Regions from separate parts of the Mus musculus genome. Here all the other regions are linked to region 4. Evidence: chromatin contacts called from public HiChIP or PLAC-seq and promoter capture Hi-C data. All regions are on one chromosome and are shown on one strand. The core of a region is the stretch at or near the end of the contact, and the rest is flanking DNA. Distances in the headings are between cores, read along the strand shown.

Region 1 (2,700 bases), core at 137-2,636, 240 kb after region 4:
AAAACTTCTTAATAAAAGTACACTTTCTTGTTTCTTTGTTTTTAATTTATATGAGTACACTGTAGCTGTCTTCAGACACTCCAGAAGAGAGTATATGATTCCATTACAGATGGTTGTTAAGCCACTATGTAGTTGAGTTCTTTGATGGGTTATCAGGGCTTTAAGAACTAGACTGTTTCGGGGCGTGTTGTCGCACGTCTTTAATCCCTGCACTTGGGAGGCAGAGGCAGGCGAATTTCTAAGTTCAAGGCCAGCCTGGTCTACAAAGACAGCCAGGGCTATACAGAGAAACCCTGTCTTGAAAAACCATTAAAAAAAAAAAAAAAAAAAAACTAGACTGTTCTCTATGCGTACACTGTAGCTGTGTTCAGACACATCAGAAGAGGGCATCAGATCCTATTACAGATGTTTGTGAGCCACCATGTGGTTGAGAAGAATTGAACTCAGAACCTCTGGAAGAGCAGTCAGTGCTCTTAACCACTGAGCTCCCTCTCTAGCCTTACAATCCAATTTTTGCTAAATAGCCCAGGCTGGCCTTACACTGACTATGTAGCCTGGATTGGCCTTAAATTTCTGGTCATTCTTTTGTCTCAGACTCTGGAGCAAGGAATTATAAGCATGTGCCAATATGTCTCATTATAATTCACCTTTGCATTGGAATTTTTAGGAAAAGCACAGCTAGACTGATATAGTGAAATACTGGGAATGTCCTTACTAAGGAGTACATTCTCCAAGAACAAGAACCACATCTAATAACTTTTCTATTTTTCTGGTCACTTCACATAGATTCTAATACAAAACAAATTCAAGACTTGTGAGTTCAAAGCCAGTCCAGTCTACAATGAGTTCCAGATAAGCTAGGGCTACACAGTGAGGCCTTGTCTTAAAAATATCAAAACAACAAATAAAACAAATGTAATAATTCTTTAAGTTAGGAAGGAACCAGGTTAATAAACTTCTCAAATGCTCCCCAAAATTTAAATATTTTGGGCCAAGAAAAAAATCATACCCAGTTATTGACATTTTAGTATAATTTTAAATGAGTTTTGTTTTCTTTTAAAACATATTTCAGCTTAAATTATGTGTATATGTGCCTGCAGATGTATAGGGAGGCTATATGCATATAAGTGTGGGTGCCTACACAGGTCACAGGCAGAGAAGCCCTTCTTGTCCAGCATCTGCTGGCTTTGCATAGCCACCCAGTCTCCATCAAAGCTATGAGGGATGGGGCTGTACCCATGGTGTTTCTCCCACATCAGAATTAGAGCATGAATCCCATGAAAAACATGGCCACGCCCACAAGAGTTTTCCACTCATTGGTGCTCCTGTTCATCTTAGCAAAGCTCTTGTTAAACTGGATGCAGTACAATTGGACTTTGTCATGGCTGGACAGGCTGCTGCAGGCCAGCCTTCTCCTTCAGGGCTTTCTAGCTGGCAGACAGCAGCCTGACATGGGCCACACCAGGCATGGGTGGTCATGCATATCAACACAACCAGGGAGAGCATAGTCTTCACTCTTTATAACACTCCCGTGTGATCAGGACATATACCGAAGTAGAAATGGCTCTCTTGCCAATTAAGCTAAGTGCTCTGGTAGCCATCATTCTGCTAGCACTGCTCTGGCAATCTTCACCCTCACTGCTTGTTAGTAGAAGATCTCAAATTGTAAAAATCACTTTTTTCATGTGTCTGGATGTTTTGCCCACAGAGGCCAGAGAATCTGGAAGATCAGCCAGTGCTCCTAACTACTGAGCCATCTCTCCAGCCCTGGTATTTATACTCTAAAATATCTGCATAGGGATCTAATACAGCCAAACCCATAAATGATGTTTACGAACCACTGGCATTCATAAGTAAAAATTCCAAGTAATTATCAATTACCTTTAGCTTGAGCAAACACTCCTTCCTATGTAAACAAGCTTCATACAATATTATATTTTATGTTTTCTTCCTATCCCACCTCCTACCAATATCATTGTAATAGATTATATAACACTGAATTAAGTAAAAATGTGATTAAGATCTTCTGATAAAAAGAAAGGTTATACTGAGGCAAAGAATACCAACTAAAACTAGTAAATAGAGCATTGTGAGTTCAATATTGAAGGGATAGTCCTGAGTCTGTATAATTACCTCTTCACAAAAGAATCTGTCTACTTGGGAAATAAAACATTATCCAGATGCTTTCAAACTCACTCTAATATTTCTGCAACTTCAGTCAGAAAATTCTTTCTTATTTGACTTATCTTCAGTGATACAACTTACTCAAATATTCTGTTCTTAAACTCTTTCCACTAATTCTAACTTTCATCAAAGAACTTTATTTACAATTATTACTGTAGTGTCCCAATGGAAAAAAATCTACTTATTTCTAGCTATATTTATTAAATAGAATTCATTTTAAAATTCTATTTATAAAAATAAATGTGTGTATAAATTATGTGTATGGACACTTTGCCTGCATGTTATGTCAGTGTACAATGTGCATGCTGTGCCCTCAGAGACTGGAAGAGGACTGAAATTTCCAATTTGGGTACTAAGAATCAACCCTTAATCCTTTGGAAGGGCAGTGCTCTTGACCTCTGAGACATCTCATCAGCCCCTAATTATGGTTCTTTTATAACAATAAACTTTCCTTTCCACTTTACTTAAATATTTATAGTAATATACTCATGTATACTTTAATTCTGCAGGTTCAGA
Region 2 (2,700 bases), core at 31-2,530, 200 kb after region 4:
CTATTAGGCCTAATGAGCAACACCAGAGAAGGAAGGTGTCTTTGGTGACTAAATGAGGCTGAGCAACCCACTTATACAGTCAGCGGCCTCGTGTTGGACCCATCTCCTCCTGACCGCTTTAATGCCAGTCACAGGCACGGAGGGAGGTTTGCTTTTGGAACAATCGATGCTTTGCTTCTGGAGAACAGTTACAGCAGTCCCTCTCTAGGCCACTAGAGGACGCGTGTCCCTCTCTAGTAGATGGAGACAGCTGGTCGCAGCCGGTTCACCTAGAGTTCACCAAGCCTAGTAATCCAAACCGCTGGAAACAGCCCAGGCTGAAGCTGCTTTCCGGAGTTGGCGTCATCAGCTGTTATCCTGCGCATCCCCGTGGCTGTTTGACTTAAAAGCCTTTTTTTTTTTTTCCTCAAGGTAACCAGAGCAGCAAAGGAGAATCTTCAGAGCTGCTAATGAGGGAGTCAGATCACCCTGCCCCCAAACCTCTGCGTATGTGCAGGAAAATGAACTTCAGGAGTATCTAGATGAGAATTTAACTGATCATTATCAACATAATAGCGACTATAGAAGTATTTTAGCGGCTTAACCTGCCAATATTCTCGGGAGAGATAGCTCCCTGTCTCCCTTCCTTCCTTCCCGTTCCTTTCCACTCTTCCCTCCTCCCTTCAACTTCCTTCTCTTTTTCTTCCATCTGTCTATTTCTTTTTTTGTTTTTGTTTTGTTTGTTTGTTTGTTTGTTTTTTGTTTTTCGAGACAGGGTTTCTCTTTATAGCCCTGGCTGTCCTGGAACTCACTTTGTAGACCAGGCTGGCCTCGAACTCAGAAATCCGCCTGCCTCTGCCTCCCGAGTGCTGGGATTAAAGGCATGTGCCACCACGCCCGGCTCTTGTTTTGTTTTTTGAGACAGGGTTTCTCTGTGTAGCCCTGGCTGTCCTGGAACTCACTCTGTAGACCAGGCTGGCCTCAAACTCAAATCCGCCTGCCTCTGCCTCCCAAGTGCTGGGGTTAAAGGCGTGCGCCACCACTGCCCGGCATCTGTCTCTTTCTCTCCTTCCTCCCATCCCGGTTATAGAAAGGAGAAAAATTAGTCAAAATTGGGTAGGGTTGAGACTTTCCAGAGACCAGAGAATGAGTTAAAGGCACAGAGATGAAAAACAGCGTAGTTTGAAAGATGCGGTTGCTGGGGCTGCTAAGAGGGGATGAGCTACTGGCTAATAGGATCTGTTGTGCTAAATCCCCCAGAGCACGCACAGCACGAAAGGGCTGAAGCACTGGGGTGGCTCTGGGTCAAGATTAAAGAGACCGGGGAGCCAAGAAGGGAGACTTAAGGAGCCAGGCCGCACAGCCACGACTGGGGAGATGGAGATGGACACAGCCTGCTAGGCCTCAGAATGAAAACTTAGCCCTGCCCTAAACTGGGCCAGAGAACCTGCCTTGCCCCATCTCCAGTCTCCTTTATTCCACCCTCCTCCCTACCCTATCTTGGAGACCTGGATCAACACCACCTCGGAATCACCAGGTGACTTGGCCAAAAACAGAAGGACAGAGGAGATCTCAGCCAGGAAAGCCCGGGAGGGGGCTGGAAAAGAGGGTGACTTTCTTTAGGACTGGTGCGGTCCCTCCCTACCTCTCCCTTCAGCGCCTGCTTGGTAGCTCTTTCCTGATCCCTTTATCTCTAAGGCAGAGTCAAGCCCCACTTCTGGAACCTTCTTGGGGATGCAGCTCTGACCATCAGGAACCATGAGCCCGGCAACCCCGGTAAGGACGAGTTTCTGGGGTAGGAAGAAGTAAGGGGGGGGCTTCCCAAATAGGTAATGCCCTGGTCTCTGGGATTCTCTGCTCCTGCAGAGGTGGGGAATGGACTGAGCTAGTCAAAGTAGCGACTGTGGAGGGTCGGATCCAGGGGACAGGACCATGTAACCCGCTAATCATATGACCTAACCCCCTGTTTTGACCGTATTTCCCCCAGGCAGTCACTATACACACGGTCCACTGCCTCCCAGTCCTTGTTCTAGCCTGGTACCCTCTGCAGCGCTATCCCTTGCCAACCCACATCTTCTCCCCAACCCCTCATTCATCTTCTAAGCCTACTAAAGACCTGGACTTTCCAGCAGTGCTTATGTGAGGTTCTTTGATCCACACTGGGGAAATGTTACTTCCCCTTCACGACCCCTCAGCTTCCTTGGGGAAGCCTTTCTGAACCCCTTGGGCAAAGAGCGACTTCCTCCTGGGTAAGCCACACTCTTTGCATTGGCTACTTTCACCTCCAGTCTCCTCCAGTAGACTGGTAGCTAGAGTTGTATTGGGAGGGCTCCATGCTGCGTTATAGCACTGTGGTGCTTTACAGAGCTAGAGAACGCTAACATCCGAAACCGGGATGGAGCCTGGCTTCTCTCTGCACTCTGTGTGTGTGTGTGTGTGTGTGTGTGTGTGTGTGTGTGTGTGTGTTGTGATGTGTAGTTTGTTTGAAGAGTTGTTTGTGAAGTGGTAGTGAGGAATCTAATATATAGCCCAGTCTGGCTTTACTATGTAGCCAAGGCTAGTCTGTGATTTCCCAGTCCTGCTGTGTCAGCCTCCCAAATATGGTCCACCCCACTCTGTTTTTTTTTTTTTTTCCTACTCAGGCATAATTTCCACTTATTTTTGTTTCCAGAGAGTATTATTTTCTTCAGTCTGTAAAGGACTTGGGTTCTTTACATAGGA
Region 3 (2,700 bases), core at 91-2,590, 220 kb after region 4:
CAGCCCCACTAGATTTCTTGGTTCCAGTTCATGACAAGAACATTTACAGGAAGAACAGGGCAGAGAGGGAGGGGGAGGGCACAGTCCATTTGTATTAATTAAGTTGGACACAAACGGACTTCTAGAGTTGGGCAATTCTGGTGTGAAGCCTAGTGAGAGATACAGTGAGAATGGGGCTAGGGGGGAGTCCCAGGAGAGAACAGATTCTGACCCCTTCCAAGTCAGCTACCCCATGAGTTAAAGTGGTAGATTTGGATTGACAGTTAGTGCTAATCGTGCATGTATTACTGGTTCCTGTCATCACTGTCCCTTGCAGGTGATACAAGTTGAGGGCCTTGCCATTAAGTAGCACACATTTGGGGGAACAGGCCAGAAAGGTTAAGAGAAAAGATAAGGGGTACTATCCAAGTTAGAGACCCTAGGAAGAAATACTTCTGAGCCCAGGAGGGCTTCCTATAGTGGGTAGCTTCTGAGCTAGAATCTGGGAGGTTGGTAGGAGCCTGATGGGGAAGGCAGGACTCTCACCTTCTCTGTGCCTCATCCATAGCACTGGATGCTATGGAGATAGCAATGCCTGCCTTGAAGGATCAGAGGTGACACTAGGGAGCACCTCCCTTGGGACCCGCTATGCAGTAGATGCTAGATGGTAGTTATTTCAGTGACTACTCTTTTCTTCCTTTGCTCCAGTCCTCCTCTAATTCATGCCTAGGGCTTTGCCATAGTTCTCTTCCCTTGACTAGGAGAATAATCAGTTGGGTTTCTCTGAGAATAGCATTGTAGAATTGTTAGACTTAGAAAGTTGAGCAATGGGAAAATTGGGCAATATAGAAGGCCAAGGTAGGAGAAAAGGCATTATTGGGAGCTGGATGTTTTAGGGGAGAAGGGTTATGGAATCTATGGGGAGGCCATACCTTTTCCCTTTAGCCCTGGGGAGGAGGGTGGCTACAGAATGAAAGGGTCAGGACCAAGCCCAGACCAGGAAGTCCCTGGGCATTCAACCTGACTGGATTTCTCAGGTACGCGTCTACAGCCCGTATCAGGACTACTATGAGGTGGTGCCACCCAACGCACATGAAGCCACATATGTCCGCAGCTACTATGGGCCACCTTATGCAGGTAAGTGCCCCTAGCATGCCAGTCTACCTCCTGCCACAATCCTGTGCCAGGCCTTGCCCATGATCCATCAGTGAAGACTGAGCTTCACCCTTTGAGGGTATACATATTTTGCAGATCTCACCCTCCCAGATCCTAGATTCAAAACAGACTCTCCGGGCTGGCCCCACTCAGCCAGTCTACCAAACAGTGATAATCTTGTGCTGCTAGCGACCCCAGGTGGCTATTGCAGAAATGACACTCTTCCTATTCCCAAGGTCTTAGTTACTAGAGTCCATTCCCAAGGGCTGCATGGATCCCCAGGGGCTTAGGGATCCTGGGGTTTCCTGCAGCCCATCTCCAGTCCCATAGTCACCATCCGTGGCATATGTATGATCTGTAGGCTGCAGTGGAGGGTGCTCTCAAAGTCTCAGTTCCTCTGGGGAGCAGAATGAGTTCATGCCTTAACTTGAGATTAGACTAGTCTCTGGCACTGACCCCGACTTGTGTGGCTTTTCTTACAGGTCCTGGTGTGACACACGTGATAGTTCGAGAGGACCCCTGCTACAGCTCAGGCGCCCCTTTGGCCATGGGCATGCTTGCTGGGGCTGCCACGGGTGCTGCTCTTGGTTCACTTATGTGGTCGCCTTGTTGGTTCTGAGCCCTGGGGCTCTGACTTCTGGATGTGCATGTAGAACACAAGAAGACCCTTTTCTTCTGGATCCTCTGCTAGCTACCATCTAAACTGTCCCATTTTGACCCCTTTCTCCCCATTAAGCCCTCTACGCTTGGCCCATTACTCCCACCATTTATCCTCTTTTCCGTCTCAAAGGAAGCTAACATCTCAGGCACAGACATAGCCAAAAGTCCATACACCCATTGCCAGGCACTCCCATAAGTCACATGTGAATTTTCTCTACACATAGCAAACATAACTTCATTTGGCTCTAAGTGTCTGAGGAATGGAGCTCACAAGAGAGCAAACAACAAAGCTACAGTTATCTGTCTGGTAAGGATAAGTCGGGGCAAGGAGCGAGGTCTGGGTGCCCAAAGAATCAAATAACAGTTGGCTTGGTGTTGTGGCAGGGGTTGGTTGTAGTGGTTCTAGCTCTATGTGAAGGAGCTTGCTGGATAAAGGCACGATGGGGCTTTTTATGGAGTAAAGTTTCTTGATTTCAACTATAATGAATACTTTGCCTGTCTAGTTAGTACTGGCAGGACATACCCTTAACCAAAACATGGAATTTGGCACCTTTTCCTCACTTGTAGCTTCCCTATGATAGCTGAGCTAACCCTAAGGTTTCCTAGCTGTGGGAAGAGGTGAGTTCTTTGAGACCTCCGGCCTTAGGAAGTTGCTTCCATTAGGAAATGCCTTTCTGATCCCAGGAGCTCAGCTCGACTGTTAACATCTGAAGCTTATTCTCTTCCTTCCCGCTGGGGGGAGACGGCATTATCTTGTTCTGGGGCCTGACCCACCTTGGCACCAGCCTGGGGAACCCCTCATGTGCCTGTCTATAGGTAGCAAGCAATCTCTCCATTTGATCCTGTTCCAAACTATTCCATCATCCTGTCCCAATTGCCAATAGAAAAGCTAAAATCCCTGGCTCA
Region 4 (2,700 bases), core at 178-2,677:
CTCAACCTCTTCCGTGAGCTGTGATTATCCTGATTCCAGCCAGGCCTCTGTCTCCCGCACTGGGCTCCTCTGTGCTGTCCGAGTTTCATCTCATCCTGCTCTCCTGGCCACCTTAGATTCTTTGAATGATGCTGGGGGAGTGGGAAGGTAACGGAAGAGAAGGCTGTGGGAGCTGAGATGTGCTACTGCTAGTGCCACCGCACCACTACTGCTACTACCACCGCACCATACCACACACGGGCCCAGTTTATAACCATTGCAAGAGTGCAATGGTTACTTACTGCCTGGCTTCTACAACGATGTCTCATAGTGTTGGTCACTCTTTTTGTGTTTGCTTGCTTGTGAAACAATGTCTCCATATGTAGCCCAGGCTGGCTTGGAACTCAGGAGCTTCCTGCCTCTGCCTCCCAAATCCTGGCCTCCCAGTCCGTTACTTCTCCTGTCCTCCACTGGACACTGCGATGGCTGGCATTGGTGATAGAAGAGTGGGACCGCTGGTGTTAGGGGAGAGGATTGTCATTGTCATACCTACTTGGGGGAGGAACCAGCTACCCTGAAGGAAGGGGTATTTAGGCCAGGTTCCAAAGGAATTCACCAGGTGAGCATTCCTTATAGTCTCTCTTATTAGCTAGGTGGGGGATTCTAGAAACCAGCTTGGGTCTCATCCAAGACACTGAGGGTGCTCTTACCCACAACCAATTCCAAAGACTATTCCCAGGCAGTGGCAGCTGTGGCCCTAGTTACACAGGCAATGGTGACAGGATCTGAGTAGCATTCATGTCTCAAGCACCTTTTCGCTGCATCACACAAGCCCAGATTTCTTGGTTCGGAGCACACACACACACACACACACACACACACACACGCCCGCACGCGCGCGCGCACACACACACACACACCACACACACACACACACACACACACACGCCCGCACGCGCGCGCACACACACACACACACACACCACACATACACACACACACACACACACACACACACACACACACACACACACACGGCCGCGCCTCCCTGATGCGCCCCAAGGGATGCATGCGCACACACACACACACACACACCACACATACACACACACACACACACACACACACACACACACACACACACACACACACACACACACACACACACACACACACACACACACACACACACACACACACACACACACACACACACGGCCGCGCCTCCCTGATGCGCCCCAAGGGATGCATCTGAAGAACATCCTAGTCGTAGCCCCTGCAGTTCCTAGGAGGCTCAAGAGGTGGCGATGCGGAGCAGCGTGGCCTGGCGGGAGAATCGTGAGCCCTTGGCCCGCAGAGGGGCTCGGGGTTAGGGGCCGCAAGTCGGAGCTCTGACGTCGGGGGCGGGGCCAGAAGCCGTGACGCGAGGGGAGGGGCCGCGCAGCTTCCCGGCCAGGCCGGCGATTCATTCAAAAGGCGCGCAGGCTGCGCGGCCGGCCCCGAGCGCTCGCCTAGCGGGGCCCCGGCGCCGCGTCGGACGCTGAGCGAAGCTGGTGCTGCGGGCCAGGTAAGGAGGGTGCGCACGGCCCTCAGCCCCGCTCCGCTGCTCCGAGGAAGTTCTCCTGAGCGGCGGATGCGTCAGCCCCGCTCTCCTGCCCAGTCCCGTCCCATCCTGGTGCTGTCTACGCGTCCCGGAGCCCCCGGGCTGCGCGTCCTCCCGGCACCGCGCGCGGCGCAGTCTGTCAGAAGGTGCGCGAGAGGAAGCAGCGGAACTTGGCGTGCAAGGGGTCGGGGGAGCCCGGGAAACTTGGACTGACACCAAAGGCCGGCTGCGGGACGGGACGGCGGCGCCTCGGTGCGGCTGCAGCGCGGGGCGGCCGGGAAGGGGGGGGGTGTTCTGAACGGTGTCAGCCAGTGACTGTGGGTGACACGGCGCATGAGGCGGCCTGGCCCGGGCGAACGTGTGGCTGGGACACTGGGCGGTGACGCCGAGCCTAGCGGGCGACACAGAGGGGCTCTGTGTGTGAGGCAGGCAGAGTGTGTGTGATTGTGTATGTGAGAGACCCCAGGTCACTGGGGTCACTGTGTGTGGCCGGCCTGTAGTGTGACCCGGGCTAGTTGTGAGTATAAGGTAGAACAGAGGAACCCTAAATAACTTAAGCAAGCCCTGAATCACGGGGTCATAGGGTGCATGTGGGACGGGGTGGGGGGGGAGGGAGGAGAGAGAGAGAGAGAGAGAGAGAGAGAGAGAGAGAGAGAGAGAGAGAGAGAGACTGTCTGCCTGCCTGCCTGCCTAGGATAGAGTAAGACAAGGAGGAACCTGACACCTTCCAGTGTTTGAGGGGCCAAGGAAGATCAGGAGTCTAGGGAATAAAGATCTCTCTCCAAGACACCCTTAGAGTTCAGTTTAGTGAGTTTGCACGCAGACATGACCTAGCAGAGGAAGCCAGAATTGGGTGGGCTAGCCCCTCTGGCACAGAGAAGACCTGAGGTGGTCTCAGTCTCCACTCCACTCCACGCTCACACACACACACACACACACACACACACACACACACACACACTGAAGTCCCCAACATCTAGCAAGGCACTGTGTATTCTGTTTTGTGATCAGATCTACCCCTGCTAAGCCTCAGTCTCCCAGTCTGCAGAGAGGTGTGAATAGCCTGTGAATCATCACTTTGGGATCCTCTATTGTTTTTGGGTCAGTCTTCTCCATTC
Region 5 (2,700 bases), core at 14-2,513, 260 kb after region 4:
TTTTCTCCATGACCACCTCTTCTCTCACCTTCCGAGAGACTAGTACAACTCCGAGCCAAGCCTCAGGGGAAAACAACGCCCAGATCCCACCCTCCTTCATCCAAGGTTGAAGAGGGGGCCCATTCTCCAGAGTTGGGGGCTTCTCGGAGTGGGACCTCACTTCCAATGGGAACCGGAAAAAGAGCAAGGAATAAGGGTGGGGCCCCATAAAGCCGGCCCGGGTGGTGGAGACCACGCAGAGCAAAGGAAGAAAGGGATGGACAGGAGGCTGGGCGGGGTGAGGACTGAGGAGGACAGAGCGGCCCGAGAGGGCCCGGCTGCAGGCGGCGGAGTCCGGGCGAGGATCAGAGATCTAAGCTACAAGCCTGATAGATCCTAGCGAGGAGGAGCCAGGGACAGGGACAAGAGGAGTCGGGGGACCCGGGGAAAAGGCTGGGGTGGGGGTTTTAGGAAGAGCGAGGCCGGCGGGGAGCCTCAGCGGCCAGAAGGGCTGCACTGGGGGCGGTGCGGGGAAGCCGCGGCCGGCTGCCAGGAGCGGGGGAGTCGCGCACTCACCGCTCTGCTCTCCCAGGAACACCAGCTTGAATTTCCTCAGCGGATTCCCGAAGTCTCCGCCCGCGGACATGATGGAGCCGGAGGAGCCGCCGCCGCCGCCTCAGCCCAGAGACCTCTTCCAGACCGCTGCAGCTCCAACCCGCTAACGAAGAGGGCCGAGCTGAAGGGGCAGCCTCCGAGTCCTCTCGGCCCCTGCAGGGCCGGGCAGAGGGGCGAGGCTGAAGGGAGAGTGCCTCCACCGACCGGCAGCCGCCGCCGCCGCCTCCCCGCAGAGTCGCCTAGCACCGAGCCGGGCCCGCGGCCGCGAAGGGACGCAGGGCGGTGTCGGAGGCAGCCAGCGGTGCGCTCGGGCTTCGCTAGCCTAGCGCCGTTCCTTCCCTCAGAACGCGGCGCGGAGACTGAGGTGAGAGAGGAGGGTGGCGAGGCGAGCGCCGCAGACGCGTCTGGGTCTCGGCACGCGCAGTGCTCGGGCTCTCACAGCAGCCGCCGCCGCCACCACCGCAGCACAACCCGCTGAGTGCGCGAGCCTCTGGCGCGGATGCGGGGCGAGTCCGGGCGCGAGCCTGCCGCCCTGCCGGCCTCGGACGTGCGTGCGTGAGTGCGTGCGTGCGCGTCGCCGCCAGTGCTTTCCTGGTTTCGCCAGCAATCCCGGCTCCTCCCGTGCGGTGGAGAAAGGGGCCGATCAGGTTTCGACTGGCGTCTGGAGAAGCCGGGAGGAGGCGGGACCGAGTTCCGGGTAAGCAAGGGGGGGAGAAAAAAAAGGGGGCGCTTACGTCAGTGACAAATCGAGCCAATCAGAAAAAGCGGAGGGCAGGCAGCTGCTAACTGAGGTGGCGACGCGAGAGCGCGCGCGCGACTCTCGCGCGGAGGAAGGTGTGGGGTTCTGGCAGCCATAGGAAGTGTGGCGCGACGCAAGGCGATTGGAGGAAGGAGGAGGGAAAAGAAGGTGGGACGGAGGCGGAGCCGGAACCAAGGTGGAATGACCGCAGCAATGCGTGGGTGGGGTTGGGTCGCTCAAAGGTGTATTGTAGGTGCTAAACCCTTAACGTCGCTTCTCCTTCCTCACTTTAGCCCTTCACCCGTTTACCCTAGCCTTCTAAAACGTAATTCCTTGCTCGGCATCTTCGTGTATATAAGATTTCCCACCGTTACTCCGTGGAGTTTCATAACTACCAGAAACAAGTCCTCTCCATTTTGTGGGTGAGGAAATTGGAGTCCAACAGAAGGAAATGACTTGCAAAATCCACGTAGTCATGTCATGGAGTCAAGGTTTTATTTGAACCTCTGCTACCTCCTTACGTTAAGCCATCAAATTCCCTAGTGTCTGTTGGCGTGATCTTCTGTTGAGTGGCCGTTGTTTTAGGTGCCCATAACATCAGACGATAACCATCGTCTACATGCTAGAAATGAGTTTAGATATCATATAAGCCAAACTCCACATATTACAGATATGAAATGACTGCCCACTTAGCGGTGCAGCTTTGGAAAAGGTCACACAACATTCCAGAGGGCTGCCTCAACAAAATCACAAATCTGCAGAAGGAGTATTTAAAAGATCATCCTTTCTCCTTAAAGCAGCACTTCTGGATGTGCTTGAGTGGGGCTTCCTTAAATTTGCCATCTGAAGCATTTCCAATTGTCAACCAGATTTGAGATCCAATAAGATAAAGGTGAATGCCATAAGAAAACATGAACTAAGCATAATGTGGACAGTTACATAACATAATTAAATGTAACTTTTCATCTGAATGGGATCCCTAAAAAGAGAGTATCAGACAAAAACAAAATAATTTGAGTATAGCATGAATTTTAGTTAATAACAGTATTTTGTACTGATTGATTTATTATAACATATCAGTCCTATTAAAGTAAGCTGTTAATAGAGGAGTCTGGAGTGGTATATGGGAACTTCTATAATGGCCTTTGTAAATCTAGTAATTTTCTATCTAGTGCTTCACATCTGTAATCCCAACCCCCAGGAAGCTAAGGCGGAGGATTGCTGTCAGGGCTTGGCAAACCTGGGCTATAGAGTTAGTTCCAGCTTAGCCTAAGATACAGAGTGAGGTCCTGCAGAGAGAGAGAGAGAGAGAGAGAGAGAGAGAGAGAGAGAGAGAGAGAGAGAGAGAGAGAAAATCTACTCTTTAG
Region 6 (2,700 bases), core at 177-2,676, 150 kb before region 4:
TTACCAGGTCACCTGACATGATGTCATGTACCTTGGGAATGTCGTTTCTTTGGCTATAAAGTAAAGGAATTGGACCACAGCAAGGGTAAAGTCCAAGACTGCCCACTGTCCAGCCTGTGGGTCTTCTAGAGGCTAGGATCCATCCTGGGTCCTAGGGGAAGCAGCAGAAAAAGACCTGACGGCTCAGAAGGGAGATCAGGAAAAGGAAATCCGCTGGGATTTCAATAACCAGAAAGACTTCCCTCACACGAGGACCCTAAAGCCACAAGGGTGGCTGTGGAGAGATCTAGATTTCTGGAAGCTGCCTGCACCAGCTCCCATAGCCAGCAGAGGTTAGACAAGGAGCCTTTGTGTCTGCTCAAAGGCCCCAGGAGGCTGCAGAGAGGCTCAGCCACCCAGCTCTGTGTATTCACCCTTCTCACTCTGGACAGGGCTGCAGATCGGACCCTTTCTGGACCCCTCCAGGGGCTGCGAATGGGACTTTAGTCAGCGGATACACAACTAACAAAGTCTACAGCCCTTGGGCAGAGAGCAAACTCCTCACCATAGGAAAAGGCTTGTTCTGAACTTGTCCGTTTATTTGGCCACCCCAAGACTCCCTGGATGGACACGAAAAGTAGGATCATGGAAGGACTGGCTTCATTTCGCAGAAAATGTGTCTTACAGTGCTAAAGGTGGCCTAGAACTTATACTAACAGATGCCTGAGTCAGAAATGGGAGGGGGCAGACACCCTCTCATTCATCCACCCCTTCACAGGACAGCAGTGAGGTGGCTGGTGTGGTCCTTGCCTTTTTGAGCTCAAACTAGGACAGGAATGGGGTTTGTGACTACAGAAAGTCTTCAGAGCAGGCCAGAGAGAAGAATTGAGGCAGTTCAAGATGAGAGATCAAACTAAACCAGGACTTCATGGACCCGTTAGTGACCTGAACGAAGAGCAAAAGCAGACGGAGGTGGTGAAGCCGGCAAAGATTTCTGCTGGTACCAGCAGTCTGAAAGCACATCCATCTGTCCATCCGTAAGTGACGCGGGATGGGGCAGCAGCGGAGGGAAGGCTGAGGGTCAGTATAAAGGTCCATCGGTGGGCAGTGACAGGAGCCAGGCCAGCACAAAGCAAACCTTGTAAAACTTGGGCGTCGCTGAAAATCGGTGAGCTAAGCAGGTGACCTCTGCTCAGCCAGGACGGTCGCCTTCCGCCTCTCCTTGCTCAACAGCCGTGGCGGACACGCTGACCGGCGGCGACACTGACCGACCGCGTCCCCAAGCGGGTGGCAGACTGGAAGCATCTGTTTAGAAGGGTTGGGGGCGGCTCCGGCGTCTGCCCAGAGTCTGCCCCGCCCTCCTGCTCACAGCCAGGCTATGGGGTGCGGAGCGGGGCGGAGTAGGGCGGGGACCGCGGCGCTTCCAGGCACGTGGGACCCTGCGCCACTCGGCATGGGACTCGGGCACCAGGAACAGCGGCGGCAGCCCTTGGAGGGGACCAGCGCAGCGGGGAGGTGAGAGGTGCTTCCTAGAGGGGAGCGGACACCAAGAGAGGTCGCCAAGTGAGGCCTGGGGACGGGAGCGCCGGTCGAGTCAGCGCCAAACAGGGAGAGCCCATTACGTGACTGTCCCGAGGGCTCGGGCTCCCAGCCCTTGTACTGCGCAAAACTGGGCGGTGAGAGCCGGCTGCCGGTGCGCTGATGAACTTTGTTTCCTCTAGAGCGTGATCTCGGTGAGTGTCATCTTGGTGTGTTTACCAGCATACTGGGGGAATCTGTGTGTTAGTGGGCAAATGCGCACACCCTTAGGGTGTGAGTGACTGAACTTAGTCTGTGTGTACCCCTGGGGCGTAAGTCTGTGGGCTAAGAGACCTGGGAATCCTGGAGACTTCTTGCGCTTGGACTCTTAACTCTCCCCAGAGTCAGTCTGGGTAGCTCACTCGGTGTCAGTGAGGTGTCAGTGAGGAACCGGAGGCAGTGGCAGCAGCGGCGGGGTTGTGGGGTTGGGAGTGGGGGGTGCGGTGGGGTGGGAATGTGGGTTGCTAGTGCAATTTCATATAAGGACAGTTAAGACTTTGATCTGTCTGGAAACTTTTAATCGGGCAGGTGGTGCTGTATGAAGGGTCAGGCAGAAGAAAGACAGTGTTCACCTCACTAGGGCTACAGTGTGTGTGTGTGTGTGTGTGTGTGTGTGTGTGTGTGTGTGTGTGTTACTGATCTCCAGGAGCTAGACCCAAGTGTAGATCCTTCTGGGAACTAGCCTTTCCAGTTTGGAGATTTATAGGGCTAGGTGACTGCTGTGCTCAGAATGGCATCCCTAGAGTCCCTGGGTCAGCAGCCTTGTTTTGGATCAAGTTTGGAATAGTGGCTTTTGAAGATCAGGCTGGGGCGGCAGGGAAGTGGCAATTATCTGTGGGTGGGAGTGGGAGGAAGGAGAGTCTCTGAACAGACTCTACACTGCTGCCAGTGTGGGTCCTGCATGAGGGCTGGGGACAAGCCCTGCTGCGGAGGTCTGCCCCTCTCCTTTTCCATGCTTTGGATACTCCAGAGTTTTGAGGACATGGGCAGGTTGGCATACTGGGTAATCCTCAGAAATGGCTGCCCAGATGCAGAGTGAGGTTGTGGCCTTTCCGGGATCCCTTTTGCCCACCTACCCCAGGCACCAGATGAGCATGTGAGGATGTCACCAAGGCCTCATGGGTGACACCAGGAGTTCTTTAA

The links. Promoter capture Hi-C pulls out the DNA fragments that hold promoters and counts their contacts. HiChIP or PLAC-seq counts read pairs in DNA pulled down with a chosen protein or histone mark. Capture Hi-C pulls out chosen DNA fragments and counts their contacts.
Region 1: a contact with region 4 is called in a promoter capture Hi-C map of embryonic stem cells, with 2.8 times the contacts expected there. The contact joins the enhancer-like site here to the promoter of Relt in region 4. A contact is called at or near these places in 8 of 39 promoter capture datasets (3T3-L1-derived adipocytes, the C10 cell line, cranial neural crest and 4 more), 4 of 115 datasets of contacts at active chromatin or transcription factors (embryonic basal ganglia, embryonic limb bud, fetal liver and 1 more) and 2 of 9 other capture datasets (adipose tissue and liver).
Region 2: a promoter capture Hi-C map of embryonic stem cells shows a contact between it and region 4, with 5 times the contacts expected there. The contact joins the promoter of Plekhb1 here to the promoter of Relt in region 4. A contact is called at or near these places in 24 of 39 promoter capture datasets (the 3T3-L1 cell line, 3T3-L1-derived adipocytes, the C10 cell line and 15 more), 1 of 15 datasets of contacts at CTCF or cohesin (embryonic stem cells), 7 of 484 Hi-C or Micro-C datasets (the G1E-ER4 cell line, embryonic fibroblasts, embryonic limb bud and 2 more), 22 of 115 datasets of contacts at active chromatin or transcription factors (the HPC-7 cell line, T-cell acute lymphoblastic leukemia, craniofacial prominence and 16 more) and 3 of 9 other capture datasets (adipose tissue, liver and pancreatic islet).
Region 3: an H3K27ac HiChIP or PLAC-seq map of oligodendrocyte precursor cells shows a contact between it and region 4, with 9 times the contacts expected there. The contact joins the enhancer-like site here to the promoter of Relt in region 4. A contact is called at or near these places in 16 of 39 promoter capture datasets (3T3-L1-derived adipocytes, the C10 cell line, the HPC-7 cell line and 9 more), 1 of 15 datasets of contacts at CTCF or cohesin (embryonic stem cells), 7 of 484 Hi-C or Micro-C datasets (the C2C12 cell line, the HL-1 cell line, embryonic stem cells and 1 more), 11 of 115 datasets of contacts at active chromatin or transcription factors (the HPC-7 cell line, T-cell acute lymphoblastic leukemia, embryonic basal ganglia and 7 more) and 3 of 9 other capture datasets (adipose tissue, liver and pancreatic islet).
Region 5: a contact with region 4 is called in a promoter capture Hi-C map of liver. The contact joins the promoter of Rab6a here to the promoter of Relt in region 4. A contact is called at or near these places in 4 of 39 promoter capture datasets (the C10 cell line, hippocampal neurons, pre-B cells and 1 more), 6 of 484 Hi-C or Micro-C datasets (CD8 T cells, embryonic stem cells, muscle stem cells and 1 more), 12 of 115 datasets of contacts at active chromatin or transcription factors (the SCID.adh cell line, astrocytes, craniofacial prominence and 9 more) and 3 of 9 other capture datasets (adipose tissue, liver and pancreatic islet).
Region 6: a contact with region 4 is called in a promoter capture Hi-C map of embryonic stem cells, with 4 times the contacts expected there. The contact joins the promoter of P2ry2 here to the promoter of Relt in region 4. A contact is called at or near these places in 1 of 39 promoter capture datasets (embryonic stem cells), 1 of 115 datasets of contacts at active chromatin or transcription factors (pancreatic cancer cells) and 2 of 9 other capture datasets (liver and pancreatic islet).

Annotation. Positions count from the first base shown.
Region 1 is chr7:100,623,422-100,626,121 of GRCm38.p6, reverse strand. The region is part of intron 1 of Rab6a (RAB6A, member RAS oncogene family); the gene reads right to left. Among named protein-coding and RNA genes, the nearest start is that of Rab6a, 17 kb to the right of the region's middle. Within about 2 kb of position 1,386, at least 18 of the 459 cell types and tissues checked have an H3K27ac peak or open chromatin away from gene starts, as enhancers often do. A contact at or near this core is called in liver, where this site is marked.
Region 2 is chr7:100,660,974-100,663,673 of GRCm38.p6, reverse strand. Plekhb1 (pleckstrin homology domain containing, family B (evectins) member 1) reads left to right here and starts at 1,280. Exons shown (of 9, transcript NM_013746.3): 1 at 1,280-1,516; 2 at 1,682-1,755. The coding sequence starts at 1,738.
Region 3 is chr7:100,643,986-100,646,685 of GRCm38.p6, reverse strand. It overlaps Plekhb1 (pleckstrin homology domain containing, family B (evectins) member 1), which reads left to right. Exons shown (of 9, transcript NM_013746.3): 8 at 1,017-1,116; 9 at 1,617-2,700. The coding sequence ends at 1,753. Among named protein-coding and RNA genes, the nearest start is that of Plekhb1, 17 kb to the left of the region's middle. Within about 2 kb of position 1,340, at least 25 of the 459 cell types and tissues checked have an H3K27ac peak or open chromatin away from gene starts, as enhancers often do. A contact at or near this core is called in epiblast stem cells, oligodendrocyte precursor cells, rod photoreceptor and 1 more, where this site is marked.
Region 4 is chr7:100,862,140-100,864,839 of GRCm38.p6, reverse strand. It overlaps Relt (RELT tumor necrosis factor receptor), which reads left to right and starts at 1,427. Exons shown (of 11, transcript NM_177073.6): 1 at 1,427-1,546.
Region 5 is chr7:100,606,149-100,608,848 of GRCm38.p6, reverse strand. Rab6a (RAB6A, member RAS oncogene family) reads right to left here and starts at 1,263. Exons shown (of 8, transcript NM_024287.4): 1 at 556-1,263. The coding sequence starts at 625. It also overlaps a transcript of Mrpl48 not described here.
Region 6 is chr7:101,010,724-101,013,423 of GRCm38.p6, reverse strand. P2ry2 (purinergic receptor P2Y, G-protein coupled 2) reads left to right here and starts at 1,426. Exons shown (of 3, transcript NM_008773.4): 1 at 1,426-1,712.